Linked DNA regions of Oryctolagus cuniculus: regions 1 and 3 are each linked to region 2. Evidence: chromatin contacts called from public Hi-C and Micro-C data. All regions are on one chromosome and are shown on one strand. Each heading gives the region's core, a stretch centred on a gene start, on an enhancer-like site or on the middle of the called end of the contact. The rest is flanking DNA. Distances are from core to core; before and after follow the strand shown.

What was found. A called contact is a pair of places that touch in the nucleus more often than the background predicts.
Region 1: a Hi-C map of skin fibroblasts shows a contact between it and region 2, with 7 times the contacts expected there. The contact joins the enhancer-like site here to the promoter of CHSY1 in region 2. A contact is called at or near these places in 3 of 6 Hi-C or Micro-C datasets (ear pinna, embryonic fibroblasts and skin fibroblasts).
Region 3: a contact with region 2 is called in a Micro-C map of ear pinna, with 4 times the contacts expected there. The contact joins the promoter of LRRK1 here to the promoter of CHSY1 in region 2. A contact is called at or near these places in 2 of 6 Hi-C or Micro-C datasets (ear pinna and psoas muscle).

What each region holds. Positions count from the first base shown.
Region 1 is chr12:9,960,960-9,963,659 of mOryCun1.1, forward strand. ASB7 (ankyrin repeat and SOCS box containing 7) reads left to right here. Exons shown (of 7, transcript XM_008248763.4): 6 at 1,688-2,293. Among named protein-coding and RNA genes, the nearest start is that of ASB7, 22 kb to the left of the region's middle. Within about 2 kb of position 1,287, at least 1 of the 8 cell types and tissues checked has an H3K27ac peak or open chromatin away from gene starts, as enhancers often do.
Region 2 is chr12:10,456,091-10,458,790 of mOryCun1.1, forward strand. It overlaps CHSY1 (chondroitin sulfate synthase 1), which reads right to left and starts at 1,322. Exons shown (of 3, transcript XM_070053316.1): 1 at 993-1,322. The coding sequence starts at 1,243. It overlaps LOC138844529 (a long non-coding RNA gene), which reads left to right and starts at 1,108. Exons shown (of 7, transcript XR_011380436.1): 1 at 1,108-1,246; 2 at 1,352-1,555; 3 at 1,655-1,781.
Region 3 is chr12:10,187,365-10,190,064 of mOryCun1.1, forward strand. LRRK1 (leucine rich repeat kinase 1) reads left to right here and starts at 1,365. Exons shown (of 33, transcript XM_070053315.1): 1 at 1,365-1,521.

The sequences.
Region 1 (2,700 bases), core at 37-2,536, 500 kb before region 2:
TGGTGCCTGGCACCCTAAAGGCACCCTTGGAGGGTGAAAGGCTGGAGTATAGGTTAAGAGAGAGCACGTGGAAGCAGTGGCTGGGCAGGTAGAGATTGGAATCGACACTAGGACAGTTTATTGTTTCGTTAGGATAGAGGTGATCCCCTAAAAACCCTGCCGGTCCACACCTAGCCCCAGCCTGGTGAGTGAGGCAGGTGCAGCAGGTCCCCGGGACCAGAGCTCTGTGATCAGTGGCAGGAGTAGCGCATATGTATGCTTTACCAGTAGGTGGCAGCAGAGTGCCATGGCAAAATGTTCTTGCTTTTTTTTTTTTTTTTTTTTAAGCTTTGTGGGGAATAGTTACAGTTTGATTTTCTTTCCTTTAAGACCAAGGGCGACAGGACAGCCTCATTTTCTCTAAATAGATAAAAGTAGAACTACCTCTGTGTCCTTTCTCTATACTAAATGATTTTGGAAACCTACACAAATGTAACTTGCTTTTGTATGTTTTATTAACAGCTCCTTCTTACCTGAAATGTGCACTGTTTTGGTATTATTCCTGTTTTACAGTTTCTCTGCCCCATCGATTCCCGGGAGAGCATCCGGCTGTTCTCTGTTGCAGAACTAAGTGATATTTTATCAAATAATACATGAATGTTTACACCCATAACTTTGGAGTCATTTAACATGTGAAAAACATTATTTTCTCTCTTCTGTAAACAGACCAGCAATTAAGGGCAGTGTATAAGAAGAAAGCGTTCTGATCTTAGTTAGGTCTGAACAGTTTGTCTTAGCCATTGAATCATGGCTTTGAAGGAAAAGACACAAAACTCTCTTGTTCTGCCATTGCCCAGAGAAGTCAGTGGGACGGAAGCCGCAGAGCACTGGCCTGTGGCTCGGTGGAGGAGCTGAGGCAGGTGACGGAGGAACGCGCTGCAAGGGTCAGATAACAGCTTCTCCCCAGTAGCAGTTGAGTGCCGGTTTTTGGAAACTTTTAGAAAAATGTGTACGGTGCTGGGGTTTCTCCGAGTTTGTCACATACTGTCCTTCTCAATTCTGATGAACGATAAAGTTCATGAAAAACCAAGAGTCCAGACTAGGCTTTTCTGTGGTGAGAACACGCGTTATCCAGGTCATTTCACTACAACCTTACATGCCTTGGGCTTTCCACAGACCACGGAAAGCCGCTGACAATTAGTATTTTTACCTAACGTGCCCTGAGACAGTCGGCCTGCCAGACGCAGTACGTCGTCATTTGGAGCAGCGGGTGTTGCGACACACACTTCTCTTTTAAGACCAAGAAGAAGCACAGGAGAAAATAAAACCAAAACCGAACAGGAGAGACATACGAAACAACACAGACACAGGGTAGGGGGTGGAGGGTGGCTGTGCCCCAGGCTGTGGTTCAGCGAGCCAAGAAGGGGGAAGTGGTGGTGGGGAGCTGGACTCTGTTCTTCGTCTGCCTGTTGAAATACTTGCTAAGTCTCCCTCCGTTGGCCCAGGCTGGGTCACTTTTCTGCTCAGGTTTATTTTCTGGGAAAATTAGCGCTTGGTAAAGCCGGGGGTGGGGGGAGAATCGTACTTGCTGCCTCCTGGTGGTGTTGGGTCTCCGCATGTGTGTGAGCCGGGGCACCAGCGTGCTGCGCCCTGGAGGGTGTGCTCTCGGCCGAGGTCCGCTAACGTCTCGCTTTGGTTTCAACTCCAGCCGACCCCACAGTGAAGGACTTAATCGGAGGCTTCACCGCTCTTCATTATGCAGCCATGCATGGCCGGGCCCGGATTGCACGCCTGATGTTGGAGTCTGAATACAGGAGCGACATCATTAATGCCAAAAGCAACGACGGCTGGACTCCCCTCCACGTGGCTGCCCACTACGGGAGGGACTCGTTTGTCCGGCTCCTACTGGAGTTCAAGGCCGAGGTCGACCCGCTCAGCGATAAAGGCACGACGCCGCTCCAGCTCGCCATTATCCGCGAGCGGTCCAGCTGCGTGAAGATCCTGCTGGACCACAATGCCAACATCGACATCCAGAACGGCTTCCTGCTGCGCTACGCCGTGATCAAGAGCAATCACTCCTACTGCCGCATGTTCCTCCAGAGAGGGGCAGACACAAACTTGGGGCGCTTAGAGGACGGCCAGACCCCTCTGCACTTGTCCGCCCTCAGGGACGATGTGCTGTGTGCACGGATGTTGTATAATTACGGAGCGGACACGAACACAAGGAACTACGAGGGGCAGACCCCACTGGCTGTCTCAGTAAGCATCTCTGGAAGTAGCCGGCCGTGTCTGGATTTCTTACAAGAAGTCACAAGTACGTAATGTTGTTCTTATTACTATTATTGCGTTGTTTGAGTTTGAGTCTTCTCAGGGCCTTCACGTAACTGCTGACGTAAAATGACCAGACGTTAATCACGCAGCGTCCCTGCCTGGCGAGTAACGCCTCATGCAGCCACAGCTTGCCTTCTACGGTCCTGTCTCACAGTGGAGTCAGTGGGGCTGGACGGAGAGGGTGGAGACGGAGAGGAGGGCAGAGTGGGTGCCAGCCTGGGAGAGGTGGGGGCAGTTTGGGACTTGAGATTCCAGGACGCTGTGCTTTCACGGTGAGTGCTTGGCTTTTTTGCTTCCTGTGCACCCACGTGACGTGGAACACAGCCGTGTTACTTGCGTGGGTGCCCGCATAGCATAGGTGCAGGGGTCAGAGATTGTGGTGAGGGACTC
Region 2 (2,700 bases), core at 72-2,571:
GGCCCGGAGCGCGCGCCGCGGCGCACGGGCGGGAGCGTGGTCCGCAGAGGGGGCTTCCTGGGCACCGGACGGTCCACGGAGCGCACGTTGCCCCGGCCGGGGCTGTCCTCAGATAAACCCCGCCGCCACGCCCTCGCCTGCCGCCGGGCCGACCTCCCGGCTCGGGCGCCGCGCTCCGTCCACACTGCAGCTTTGTTCCCGCCGGGCGGCCGAGCAGGCCGCCGCCTCTGGAGCTCCGGAGCGGCCCCAGGGCGGAGAGCGAGCCGGTGCACGCGGTGTGGAGCGCGGTCCGTGCGAGCAGGCGGCCGGCCGGAGGCCATCTGGAAAAAGGCCATGCCGGGGGCTACAGACAGTACAGACAGGGTTGGGATTCCGGCTTCTAGAAACTCGGCGAGGGCAGTGGAAGCTGAGAGGGGTGCATAGGGCCCGGGCGCGTGTGTAATCAGGGGGGCTTGCTACTTAGTAGCCTAAGGAAACTTGGAGAGCAGGATAGTGCCCCGCGCCGGGCAGACGAACCCAAGTTCGGGGGTGGAGAGCAGGCGTGGGTATCCCTGTCCGTGTGGCCCCGTGCTGCGCCCTTTACACACTTGACCGAGCTGTGGGAGATGGCGATGCCTTCCCGGCCACTCAGGGGTGGTCATCTTGTTCATTCTTGGGGCAATACTGCTCTCTTGGACATTTGTGACTTGCATCAAAAAATAGTCCATTACTCACCTTCCCACAGACGCCCTAAGAGGTGACCCACGTCTAAAAATAAAATACTCATTATGCAGTGAGTATAGGATCGCAGCAGTGGTCTTGGGAAAAATACAGAACATACAACCGTGAATTACAGGCTGGGAAACCGTTGGAGGAGGTCTCCAGTGGGAGCAGAGACCGCAAACGCCCAGAGCCGCCACCAGATGCCCCCGCTCAGCGACAGCCCCCCGGTTCACGGTGGTTTACAGAAAGCGCCCGGCCTGCTGGCGAGATGCAGCTTTCAGTTTCGTTACCTCCTGGGCGGCTTTGCTGTTTCCCAACCTGCTCTACACGCGTCTCCATTCTCTCTGCAGACCCCACCGGGAAGGGTGCAGGGGTGACGGGGACATGGCAGATGCCAAAGGCTTTGTCCTGATTCCTCGTGGCCGTCCCTCGGCTCCTGGGCGCAGGCTCCGTGGGGTTTTCTCTCCCGGTGTGGAAGGGTAAGCTTTTCGCCATCGCGGCTGAGCCTGACGGAGCCCCCAGGAGCAGCAGAGGAACCCATAAGGCAAGTCCTTGCAGGAAGAGCAGGCGTGGGTCAGGCTGCTTCCTGGTGGCTGGGAGAGAAGCCCTGCCCAGAGCAGCTGGTGGCTGAGCCAAAGCGGTTCCCTAGGGGACAGATCCAGATTGTTCCACGAGGGACCTGGGTCAGGAGACAGCCGGAGCAAATCCAGGGCACCAGAGACTTCCGTGGCAGTAACCCCAGGATGGCTTCGCCTCCAGAGACAGCCCGAGCTGCCAGGACCTGCAGGCCTCCTGACGCCCACCCCCAGTGCACCCACAGCCCCCTCCGTCCCTCCCTCCTTCATTTGTAAAGGTGAGGAGGAGGCGGGCTGGTTAGACTGTGGGCGCCGCACCGAGGTAAACTGAGGACTTCGGTGACTGGTGACGCTGGGGTCTTGACTGGCTGCACCAGAAACCTCTGCCACTGCCCATCTTCCTCGTGGTGTTAAGCAGCATCGTGGCTGGAAGGGGAACCAGACCAGAGCTGTGCCGGGCAGACTCCTGGCGACACACACCTCGGCCGTGCTGCGGGGCTCCAGGTCTGTGCCCTCCTGTCGGTAAACCAGATCCTGGCCCGGGCTCCTCCCTGGTGACTCCAGACTATTTAGAAATTCACTCAAAACTGCCAGAGCCACCATCTGACTTCCTCTCTCTTTTCCTGTGTGGGTCCCAAGGACACATAATTAAAACCCATCTCTACCCACTTTCTGAACATTTCCTCACGACTGCAACTTTGTCCCTACACAAGTTACTGGTTTTTTTCTTTTTTTTTTTTCTTTCCTGTTGGAGATTCACTGAGTGCCATTTACAGATATAGCATTTTGGATAATTCGCAGCGATTTCTTGGAAAGCCCTGCTAAAACCTCAATTGTTTGTGGGCAGCATGCCTCCAACGGCTGGCAGAATTTCCTGGAATCGCGCCCCAAACAGGGGTCCCTGGAAAAATGGGAATAGTTTTCTAAAACCATTCAGCGACGCCTCTTTTTTTTTTTTTTAAGATTTATTTAATTACTTGAAAGAGTTACAGAGAAAGAAAGAAGCAGAGAAAGAGAGAGAGAGAGAGAGAGAGAGGTCTTCCATTCGCTGGTTCACTCTGCAATTGGCCACAACGGCCAGAGTTGCGCCAATCTGACGCCAGGAGCCAGGAGCTTCTTCCGGGTCTCCCATGTGGGTACAGGGGCCCAAGGACTTGGGCCATCTTCTGCTGCTTTCCCAGGCCATAGCAGAGAGCTGGATCAGAAGTGGAGCAGCCGGGACTCAAACTGGCGCCCATATGGGATGCTGGCTCTGCAGGCGGTGGCTTTTACCTGCTACACCACAGTGCCGGCCCTGTCAGTGTCACCTCTTTTGAGAAAGTTATAACGACTCCTTCTTTCGGAAGCTTTTGTCCACTGCCTGCTAACACCATCTCTGGCGAGCCCTTCCTAATCCTACCCCTGACCACTAGAAAACTGACCA
Region 3 (2,700 bases), core at 115-2,614, 270 kb before region 2:
GCCAGGACCTGAGCCTGCAGGTGGACAAGGAGAGGACGCTGTGCCTGCGCGGCAGGTGCCCAGTGGGAGACGCGCAGGTGCAGGCGGGCGGGAGGCCCAGCCCTGGTCTTCAGCGGGCGGAGACGCGAGCTCAGGAGCCGGCTTCAGGCTGCAGGAGTTCTCGCCAGCCTGGGGGGAGGGTGTGGGGTCCTCGGGGGTCCTGGGTCAGACGACCTCAGGAAGAAGGCGAAGCGTGACCGCCCCGTCTGCGCCTTCTAGGCCACGCTGCGGCTGAGCGCGCCTAACGGACAGAGCTCACGGCTGGGTAGAACCGGGCCATCCGCGGGTCCACCCCGGGGGACATTTCCCCAAGCGGGTTTAAAGACAAAGTAGGGCACCGCCAGGCCACGTCCCCTCCCGGGTCCGGCGATCCCGCGAGGCGGCGCTAGGTGGCGGGGCCGCGCGTGCGTCCCGCTCTGCGTCCGTCTCCACCTCCAGGCGTCTCGGGCTCTGCCATAACCGCCGTGTGGCGTGAGACTCGGACCAAGACGCTGCGCCCGCTCTGCGGGGAGGGCGGCCTCGGGGGAACAGGCCGGAGCTGCGGGTGTCCCCGAGCCCCCCACCCGCTCCGGGGCGCGTGCGGGACCCTGCAGCCGCGGCGAGGGGGGCGGCGCATTGTCCCCGCGCTGCGTGCGAAGCCCCGGGAAGTTGGCGTCGCCACGTCGCGAGAGAGGAGCCCGGGGCGGCTGGCTCCCGAGCCGTCGGCCTTGCCTCTCTCCCGGGCGGGCGCGGGGAGCAGGGGAGCGTGGACACTAGCCTCGGACCGAGGCGCCACGAGTGGCCGGTTTCCACCGAGTTTTCCTTGCCCGCCCCAGAGCGGACGGTTAGAAACGGTCCCCCACTTGGCAGCGCCTTGGCATCCGTGCGCCACCCGACGGCACACGCCATCGGCGCCAGAGTTCTCGGGAACTGGGATCCAAATGCAGGCTTGGGCCGGGGCAAAAGTCGTCCAGATCCAGGGGTGTTTTGCTTTCTTTCACAATCCGCATTCTCCATCCTCTCCCTACACCGCCCGGGAAGGAGCCACGCGCGAGGAGCAGGGCGGGACGCGGGGCGACACGCACGCTGGAGGCCCACCCGCCGAGGGGCTGCGGGTGCCTGGCGGAGCTCCGCGCGCCCCCGCCCCGCGTGGGATCAAGCAGGGCGCCCGGCCCCATGAGGGCGCGGGGATCCGGACGTCTCCAGCGTCAGTACCCAAGCTCTGCATCGCCTCGGCTTTGCAGGCTGGGGAAACTGAGGCGGGGACTGCCGGCGCCCGCGGTGGGAGGGCTGGCCGCCCTGCGCGCCGCCCGCCGCCCGCCCTCGCGGCCCGCCCGCCCGCCGCAGGATTGAGGAAGTGCGTCTGGGCCCGGCCCGGCCCCGGCGCGCGGCCCCAGGCGCGGGGGGCTCAGGGCGCGGGCACTGCCAGGCCCTGGCCGGCTGCTGTCCTGCGGGCCCACCCCGCGCGGCCGGACCCCGACCCCGCCGCCGCCGCCGCAGCAGGTAAGTGCCGCTCCGGCCCGCGCCCCCCGAGGGCCCGGCTGCCTCCTGCTGCCGGGCCTGGCGCCGAGCGTCCGCGTCCGCACCGCCTCTGCCTGCCCGTGGGTCGGCGCGCCCCGCAGCCCAGGCCCCGCGCTACCAGCGGCTGCGGGGTCGGGCCCGGGTGGTCTTCCCCGCAGGGGCCGCGGGCCGCAGCCCGAGGGGCGCGGAGGGCGCGGGGCGATCCTCCCCTGCCGCCCCTCTTCTTCCTGCCGAGCCCGGATCCCGCCAGCCTGCGGGAGCGCGGTCGTGCGGGAACCCCGGAACCCCGTGCTGGACAAGGCCAAGGCCAGGGCGGCCGGCGAGAAGAGGCAAAAGCGAGAAACACCGGGGCGGTTTCCTCTGCCTCTACTTGGAGCGCGCGCGGGTGTCGGGAAGGGACTCGGGGCGCCTTCCCCCTCCCCGGGGTCTGCGGCACGCGTCCTTCCCTGGGGCCTGGCTCTCTGCCTGCGACCCTGGAGCCTGCGGGCGACCTTGCCAGCGCAGACCCCAGAAAGGGGTGCGGGCAGGCTGGGGGTCCACCCTGGAAGGCGGTGGGCCGCCGGTGCCAGCGCCCACCTGCCCTCCCGGAGTTGGAGGCCGTGAAGGTTCCCCCCACCCCCAGTCACCTCCCCTGCCACGGTGGAAAAACAGGGGCCTTCGGTTCTGTTTTTAGCAAACCTCTAGCCGGAGGCACCCTATTTATATAAAACTCCCGCTCGCTCACGGGTAACAAGGTGAATTAGAGGAACCGCTAGAGTGTGCCCGATTTGGGAAAACATTGGCATTAGACACCTTTTATGATTTGATTCTCATTAGGCTCGCTTGTGGCCCAGAAGGGAAGGGAGAGAGAGTTAACTGCATTTTAACCTGCACCTAGCTTGTTCCCAAAGCACACTTTGGGGGAGGGGTAAGCCCCCCCCCCCCAAGTGCACTCTTAGGCCCAGGTGGAAGCCCCACAGTTGCCCACATTGTCCAGGTGCTGTCTTTAGCGGGTGTCCCACACTGTGCCCTGTCTGCCCCTCCTCGTCCAGGCCCCAGCCTCTCCCAGGTGACAGCCCCCTTCCGCTCCCGCTCCCCTTGGCGGCCAGAGTGATTTTGTTTTAAAATAACAAATGCACAGGACAGTGCTGGCCCTCTGTTCAGCATGTCTCCTGCCTCGCC